Regions from separate parts of the Macaca mulatta genome. Here regions 2 and 3 are each linked to region 1. A link is a contact called in public Hi-C and Micro-C data. All regions are on one chromosome and are shown on one strand. Each heading gives the region's core, a stretch centred on a gene start, on an enhancer-like site or on the middle of the called end of the contact. The rest is flanking DNA. Distances are from core to core; before and after follow the strand shown.

What was found. Hi-C and Micro-C count contacts between places; a contact is called where the count stands out from the background.
Region 2: a contact with region 1 is called in a Micro-C map of CD4 T cells, with 7 times the contacts expected there. The contact joins the promoter of LOC144334445 here to the promoter of CEP295 in region 1. A contact is called at or near these places in 3 of 14 Hi-C or Micro-C datasets (CD4 T cells, cortical neurons and liver).
Region 3: a Hi-C map of fetal cortical plate shows a contact between it and region 1, with 1.7 times the contacts expected there. The contact joins the promoter of MED17 here to the promoter of CEP295 in region 1. A contact is called at or near these places in 2 of 14 Hi-C or Micro-C datasets (fetal cortex germinal zone and fetal cortical plate).

What each region holds. Positions count from the first base shown.
Region 1 is chr14:94,499,828-94,502,527 of T2T-MMU8v2.0, forward strand. CEP295 (centrosomal protein 295) reads left to right here and starts at 1,353. Exons shown (of 27, transcript XM_077964206.1): 1 at 1,353-1,441.
Region 2 is chr14:94,382,332-94,385,031 of T2T-MMU8v2.0, forward strand. LOC144334445 reads right to left here and starts at 1,430. Exons shown (of 6, transcript XM_077964192.1): 1 at 1-1,430. The coding sequence starts at 596.
Region 3 is chr14:94,619,980-94,622,679 of T2T-MMU8v2.0, forward strand. It overlaps MED17 (mediator complex subunit 17), which reads left to right and starts at 1,280. Exons shown (of 12, transcript NM_001261648.1): 1 at 1,280-1,750. The coding sequence starts at 1,501.

The DNA.
Region 1 (2,700 bases), core at 103-2,602:
GGCCTTCTGTCTTCACTCCCTCTGACCTTTTCTCCACAGTGCAGCCAGATCTGATCATGTCAGCAACTTCCCATCCCCATCCCCCATTTTTAATCCTTCGATTCCTGATATGTTTAACCCCCATGACCCAGACTGCAAAATCTAGTACAGGCATCGTAATCCATTCACCCTTGTCTCCCCTGCACCTAACATAATGTACTCCGCACATAACAGATACTCAATAAATATTAACCTGTGCTCATCACCTGATTATTGGTTATTTACAGCAGATAAATCCGTGAGGTGCTCTCCGTGCGCTGGACCTCTGGAGGCACAGAGTAACATAAAGGTTCATTGTTGTTATGAGCTGGAGGCCTTAAATGAAAGCTATAAGACATTAACTGCACATAATAGTACCAATGAATTCTGTAGTCAGTACAGAAAAGGATGCATATCCCAAGATACCTTCATGATGGGGCCTTAAAACAAAAGTCACCCTCATGGCTCTGCACTTTTTAAGGCAGGCTTTGGCTCTGTCGCCCAGGCTGGAGTGCAGTACTGGCGAGATCTCGGCTCACTGCAACCTCCGCCTCCTGGGTTCAAGAGATTCTCCTGCCTCAGCCTCCCCAGTAGCTAGGATTACAGGCGCCCACCACCACGCCTGGCTAATTTTTGTTGTTGCTGTATTTTTTGTAAAGATGAGGTTTCACCATGGTTTTTTTGGTTTTTTGAGACGGAGTCTCTGTCGCCCAGGCTGGAATGCAGTGGCGCGATCTCGATCTCGGCTCACTACAACCTCCGCCTCCTGGGTTCACGCCATTCTCCTGCCTCAGCCTCCCAAGTAGCTGGGACTACAGGCGCCTGCCACCACGCCCGGCTAATTTTTTTTTTTTTTTTGCATTTTTAGCAGAGACAGGGTTTCACCGTCTTAGCCAGGATGGTCTCGATCTCCTGACCTTGTGATCCGCCCGCCTCAGCCTCCCAAAGTGCTGAGACTACAGGCGTGAGCCACCACGCCCGGCCTTCACCATGTTTTTAAAAGGACTTGGTCTTGAACTCTTGGGCTCAAGTGATCCCCCCCGCCTCGGCCTCCCAAAGTGCTGGGATTACAGGCGCGAGTCACCGAGAGCGGCCCAGGGGAGAAAACGTCAAAGCCCAACACGTGTGACAAATAATGGGCCCCTACGCAGGCTGGGACTGACGCGTGCCTGTGCGCGTGCGCGGGGCGCAGGGTTTTAACACCGCGCGGCCTTCCAGGCTGCCCCCGAGGAAGGCGGGACCGGGCCTATTCCCGCGGTTTAGTCCCGCCATTGGCGGGCGGTTTGAATGACGGAAGTGACGGCGGCTCGGCGATGGCTCTCCCGCAGGCGCAGAAACGGCTGCTGGGCAGCTGATGGGCAGGAGCTTACCAGGCCGGCTGGCTCTGAGCTGCGGTTACTGTGTCCAGGCTCCGGGTTCTCAGGTGAGTGATGGACGCGCCGGCTTCCCAGTCGCCCCGTAGGAGCGCGGCTCCCCGAGGCCCAGGAGCTGGGATTGTGCTCCGAAGGAAGGGGATCCCAGGAAGGCGCCTTGTTGCGAACGCAGGTACGGCCGGCGTTTCTTAGGCTCCGCAGGCCGTGGGCCCTGCCCGCGGTCGGGCTGGCGGCTGTAAGGAGTGTCCTGTCCAGACCCGGCAGCTCAGTGCGAGAGGCTTTGCGCGCTCTCCTAGGGTCTGGTCGCGCGAGCTTCCCCGCAGCCTCTCCTGTCCCGGCGCTTCCGTGCCGGGGGAGGGGCGCTTCCCCCAGATCACCCGCGGCCATGGCCTGCCACCTGGTAGTTGTTAAGAGCCTTCCCTGGAATCGTTTCATGCAGAGAGCGCGCTCTCTTTTGGTGTTTGCCACATTAATCTCTCAGTTATTCAATCGTGTCCCAAACTCAGCTTTTAAAACAATGGTGAACTTTTGAGTCCTTAATACTTAGAGTGTATTTGAAGACTTCACGCTAAATCACGTCGGAACAAACCTGTTGGGGCAGATATTATTATTCCCTTTATACAGTTTAAGAAAACGAGAACAAAGCGACTTAAATGACTTGGCTAGTATCTTCCTGCTAATGAGTGTCAGTGTTGGGTCTTGAACCCAGATCTTCCAAGTTTAGTGTTAATTTTGTGATTACTATGTACCAGGAGCCATTTAATCCTCAGGACGACATCTTGCGAGATAAATAGTATCATCTTCAATGTTGGATAGTAATAAAATGTAGAATTTAAAAATCCGTGTTACTAAGAATAAATAATTAATAAACAAGTAAATGGGGCAGCAGGGAAAACTTCCTTACAGCAGGACTCCGATTGATAATTGTAGAAGGAATAATGGAAATAATACTATTTGGTAAACACAACAGTAGTTGTTTCAGACAAGTCATCAGTGGACACTAAAGTCATTGGGCAAAAGTATGATGAAAAGCGTGTTTCTGTAGCCTCCACTCTGTCTTCATGAGATACTTATAAAGGAAAAGTAATAACTACAGAGGAGAAACTTGGTGGACATTATCTTAACCAAGTGACCAAAATTCAGCATCATTTACCTCTTGATAGCAGTGCACTGAGAAAGGTGCGTAATCAATTCTGTGGTGTTCTTGCCAAAAAATACATAACCTCAGTTTAATCATAGAATATTAGACAAATCTAAATGGAGGGACATTCAACAAAGTACTTGGCCAGTATTTTCAAAAATGACAAGG
Region 2 (2,700 bases), core at 180-2,679, 120 kb before region 1:
CGGCGCCCGCGCGGGCGGCTCTGGCGTGCCGGACCGCAGCGCCAGGCGCCCTCTGCCGCCGGGAAGCCGAATCCTCCTGCCCTAACCCTAATTCGCTGGCTGCCCCCGCCCGGGCGTTGGCCCCCGCCCCCTCTTCCCCGTCGCCGGCTCCGACTGTAGCTTCCGAGCGATCTGGGTTCCCGGCCCGCCTGCAGCTGCTGCTGCCTCCAGGAAGTTCGCCCTGACCACCTATGCAGCCTCAGCGCGCTTCCTCCGGCTCCCGCGCAGCGGGTGCTTAAGTCACCCCCTTGTTGATATATTTCCTGCTTCTTTGAATGCCTCGCCCGTGAGATAGCAGAATTGAGAAGGGGATAGTTGGGGGCAAACGCCATGTCTGTTGTGTTCACCGTTCTCTCCTCCAGGGCAGGGTTAGCGCCCTGTCTAGAATACTGAAGTGTGCAATAAATACTTGTGAAGAGAGCAAACGAGTAAATGAATGAGTTGAGATTTTTACCGCTGTCTACCCAAGTAGGCTTTGAAACCTCAAGCGAAGAGAGATCCTGACCTGGATTTGTTTTTTGTAAATTACACGTGCATACACGTGCGCAGCTCAGCATAAATAAATGAGATTCACAATTCCCCACCTCGGACCAGCGCCAAATTCGCACGAGGCCCACAGCTAAATGTTATTCAGGGCTTTTGGTCAAACACATTTAGGTTTTAGATCTACCACTTAAAAGCTGGGCAATCGCGAGAAAGCTCATCTCCCTGGGCCACAGTTAACACGTCTATAAATTCAGAATAAAACCTACTTTAGAGTTGTGAGAATTAATTGAGATGGTGCAGTGTAAAGCTCTTTACACAGCTCCGATATGTGTGGTGGTGTGTAAATGGTAGTTATTGTTGTATTACTACTGATGGAGTAGATGATTTTGAAAACTATCTTCAAAATGTAAAATATTGACTACCTTTTCACCTGAGGACAAACCTTAAAACCTTTATATGTGTGGTATTGTCACCTGCTCAGCAAGGCCAACCCTGGGAGCAAGGCCACTCCTGTAACCTCTTCCCCTCCACCGGTAAAAATTAACAAGTCTTGGGGTTTTTTTGTTCTGTTTGGAAGAATTGTGGAACCCACTCTTCTGCAGGTTTTCCACTTGGATTTCTGTGGCCAATCTCTTAATTAACAAGTTTTTATTTTAGGGATGTCAAAGACAGGGAGCCCTTTGGAAGCACCTGCAGTCTACGGGCTCTTCCCGTTTTCTTCCTGACCCTCTCTCAAACAACTTGAGGCTTTTTTTTCTTTCATTTTTACAGGAAGTGTCCTTCCTGCTGCATACAAAAGGCAGCAATGCAGCGGAGTGGGATCAGAGGGGACTGGGCTGCATACACTTTGGTCTTTCTGCACCTCAGTCCCCTCAGCGGTAAACTGTGGAGAGTAAGACCTTGTCACATTGGGAGATAATTCATGATCTGATCTGTGAAGGAAATACCTGAAACACAAAGATATTTAATAAAATGCAACTATTGATCAGTTTATTTAGCAAGTATTTAAGGAGCATCTTTTTAGTGTTCTATGTGCTGAAAGAGTGAGGGGAACATGCGTGTGTGAGGTAAGTTTCCTGCCTTCAATGGGAGTTTGAGCTGTAGCTCCACACTAGGGCAGAGGGATTGGAAGCATATGGGATGTGGCTAAATATGAAATTAGCAAGCCTCAAGGTTTAAATTGGGGCAGTGGTACTGCCATGTGAATTGCTTTCATTATCATTGTAAATGCCATTTTCCTTTAAATATTATGTATATAACTTCCTAAGGCCACTGCTAAAAATTAATGAATAATTTTATGAGGCAAGTAGAGTCACTGATGTAGGACTCGGTCCCTTAATAAGGTGACTCCACATGCTCCCTTATAGTAGTAATAACATAGATATTGTGTCTTTGAGAAAGTGCCATCCTTGGCTGGGCGCAGTGGCTCACCCCTGTAATCCCTGCACTTTGGGAGGCCTAGGCAGATGGATCACCTGAGGTCAGGAGTTCGGGACCAACCTGGCCAACACGATGAACCCCGTCTGTACTAAAAATACAAAAAAATTAGCTGGGCGTGGTGGCAGGCGCCTGTAATCCCAATTACTCCGGAGGCCTGAGGCAGGAGAATCACTGGGAGGCGGAGGTTGCAGTGAGCTGAGATCGTGCCACTGCACTCCAGCCTGGGCAACAAGAGGGAAACTGTCTCAAAAAAAAAAAAAAGAGAAAAGAAAAAGAAAGTGCCATCCTTTTTAGGTTAGAGTTGCATATCTTGCAATGCAAGTCTCAGAGGAAAAGTTTACACATTGTTACACTAATGGCTTCTAATGAATCACCCCTACTGAGTTGTCCTTCTGTAGCTCCCTCCCACATTGACCCTGGAGTTGGCTTTGTGACTTGCTTTAGCCACTGGGACACAAACAAATATGACATAAGCAGGGGCTTTCAATGTGCACTTGTGCCTTGCTCCTTGCTTTCTTGAAATGCTACCCTGAGACTGCCATGAAGAAACCTGGTTCAACCTCCTTGAAGAGGAAAGACCCCGGTAAAAGGAAGCCTTGCCGTCCCAGCTTTGCAGCCCATCAACTCTCAGCCACATGAGTGAGCTCCAGGGAAAGCCACCCAAAAATAATCCAGCCAACCCAGGAATTGTGAGAAATAAAATGGTGGTTGTTTCAAATCACTAAGTGTTGGGGT
Region 3 (2,700 bases), core at 30-2,529, 120 kb after region 1:
GGCTGTTAGACTGCCACTGTGCCTGGCTATTAATCAGATTTTAAAATAAAGTTAAAAAAATTTTTTTACAAATTTACACGAAAAGCAAGTACTGTTCTCAAACATGATTGTGCGACAGACAGTGCAGCTTGCCAGAAATAGGTTTCTCTCATGAAAATTCAAACCGCTCCGCACACGGCCATCTGCTTTCTTCTTCAGCAGGGACTAACACCAGGGCAACTGTATTTCCCTAAATACCTTAGGAAAGTAGTTCAAAACCTAGATATATCTTGGTCAGAACAAAACCTGGTCAACACTCACGATAAACAGTATATATAATTCCTTAAATGAAATATAGAGGTTTGTAATATAAGATAATCCATCTTTTTCTGTGGATTTCCTACTAATGAAATACATTCTTGGAGACCCAAAGACTGAAGTTATACCACTTCTTCTTAATCTTTTAAATATTATTTGTAGGCCAGGCATGGTGACACACTCCTATAGTCCCAGCTACTCAGGAGGCTAAGGCAGGAGCACCCTTTGAGCCCAGGAGCTCCAGCCTGTAGTGTGCTGCTAGCACTTGTGAATAACCACTGCACTCAGCCTGGGCAACACAGCGGGACCCCATCACTAATAAAAAAGTGAGATCAACATTATTTATTGTTACTCGGGCATAAAATAAATATTCAGTACTTATTACATGCCAGAGCCTATTATGTCTGCTGCAAATATGGGCTGTCATAGAGTTATAACATGAAACCAAATAATTAGTATAATTTTAAGTGGTGATAAGCACAATTGTTTCCCCCAAGCCATACCGTTAATTTCTAACTCTTCAGATAGTCTTTAAAAAGTTTCTTACTAATTAAAAAACACTTTCGTTTTGAGAAGGGATCCCACTCTGTTGCCTAGGCAGTGGTGAGATCTCGGCTCACTGCAGCTTCCATCTCCTGGGCTCAAGCGATCCTCCCGCCTCAGCCACCCGCGTAGCTGGGACCACAGGCGCGCGCCATCAGATCTCAGTTCTCTCAACAGGACTCTCATTGCTAAGATACAAGCATCCATTAATTTCTTTTTCCTTGACTCTTTTCGCCTCTGTAGGCTTTCTTTCCTCATCCGCTCTTTAAACAAAGGCAGGCTTAAAAACAGAGAGCCAGTCTCGGCTCCTGAACCGGTCTTTGCCTCCCGCTGCCGGCCACGCCTCTTATGGGCCGGGAAGTTTACCCCACCCTGCCTGGTGATTCACCGGAAGCGCTCTCGGGAGTCCAGGAGCTTCCGCGCCTGCCCAGTTTTGCTCGGAAAGACGCCGGGAGGGGAGCTTGCAGTGCGTTCTGGGAAAGTTGCTGGGCCAGCTCTTTTGTTTCCAGCCTGAGCGTTGCTTTCGGTTTCCCGAGGGTCTTCTGAGGCACCGCGGTTCCGGGGTGCTGGGTTCCCGGCTCTTCGCTGGGAGGCCTCCTCTCCGTACCTCGTTTTTTGGCTTGTGTGGGGGTCCTCCCACCGCTGGCCGACGCCGCCAGCATGTCCGGGGTGCGCGCAGTGCGCATCAGCATCGAATCGGCCTGCGAGAAGCAGGTCCATGAGGTGGGCCTCGATGGCACCGAGACGTACCTGCCGCCGCTGTCCATGTCGCAGAATCTGGCGCGTCTAGCCCAGCGGATCGACTTCAGCCAGGGTTCGGGCTCCGAGGAGGAGGAGGCGGCGGGGACCGAGGGCGACGCGCAGGACTGGCCGGGCGCCGGGTCCAGCGCAGATCAGGACGACGAGGAAGGTAAAGCCTGCATCCGCTGCCCGAGTCCTCCGGTCTGGGTCCCAGCACCCGCCCGGGTGGCTGCCCTCCTCCTCTTCCTCGGTGGGGAAGATCCTGTGCGTGCGAGAACTTTTGAGTGTCCCACGAGTGGAAGCGTAAGGATACTGGTCGTCATCTTTTTGTTGCTGCCGGACAAGTTAGGACACGACTTTACGCAGTACTCCTGCGGGTCTCCTTGAGTGGGAGCGTTTGAGACACTGTCAAACGGTGAAATGTTTAAATGAATGCTTCTCTGTAGAAGGCCTTTAATGTGGCCCACTTGGTGGCTAAGAGTCTTAGATCGGGGCTCTGCCCCTTGCCTGCTGCGTGACCTTTGGCGCGTTACTTTGCATCCTTGTGCGGTGTGGATGATGATAGTAGCACCTACAGAAAAGAAGTCAGTGTTGACTGGAATGTGTGACGAGGTCCAAGAGGTAGGCGGGTCCAGATCCTGTAGAGCCCAGTAGGCCGTGATAAGCGTTTGACTAATGTTGAGACCACTGCAAACTTTCGCAGGATAAGTAGAGACATGATTTTGTTAAAGGTTACTCTAGATGCTTTCCAGTAAATGAATTATAGGGAAAGCAAAACTGGAAGGAAGGGGGCTGGTTAGGAGGGAAGTGAAGAAACAATGAGTAGGTTTCAGATTCTCATTATTGTCAAGGATTTTTGAAAAAAAAAATCACAATTCTTAATTTAATTATGCAGCAGACTCGGTGTAAATGGGAATTTAAAGATGTTTTTTCAGGGCAGTGCTGTTAGGAGTATTAGGAGTCCATTTGCAGAAAAACGTAAATACTACTTTATACCTCACACAAAAATTATTTCCACAATAATTTTTGAGGATTGATTGAGGTGCCAAATGAAGAAAGCAAAACAAAGTGTTAAAAGAAATAATGAAAGAATAGTTGTATTATTCTGGGAGTAGGATA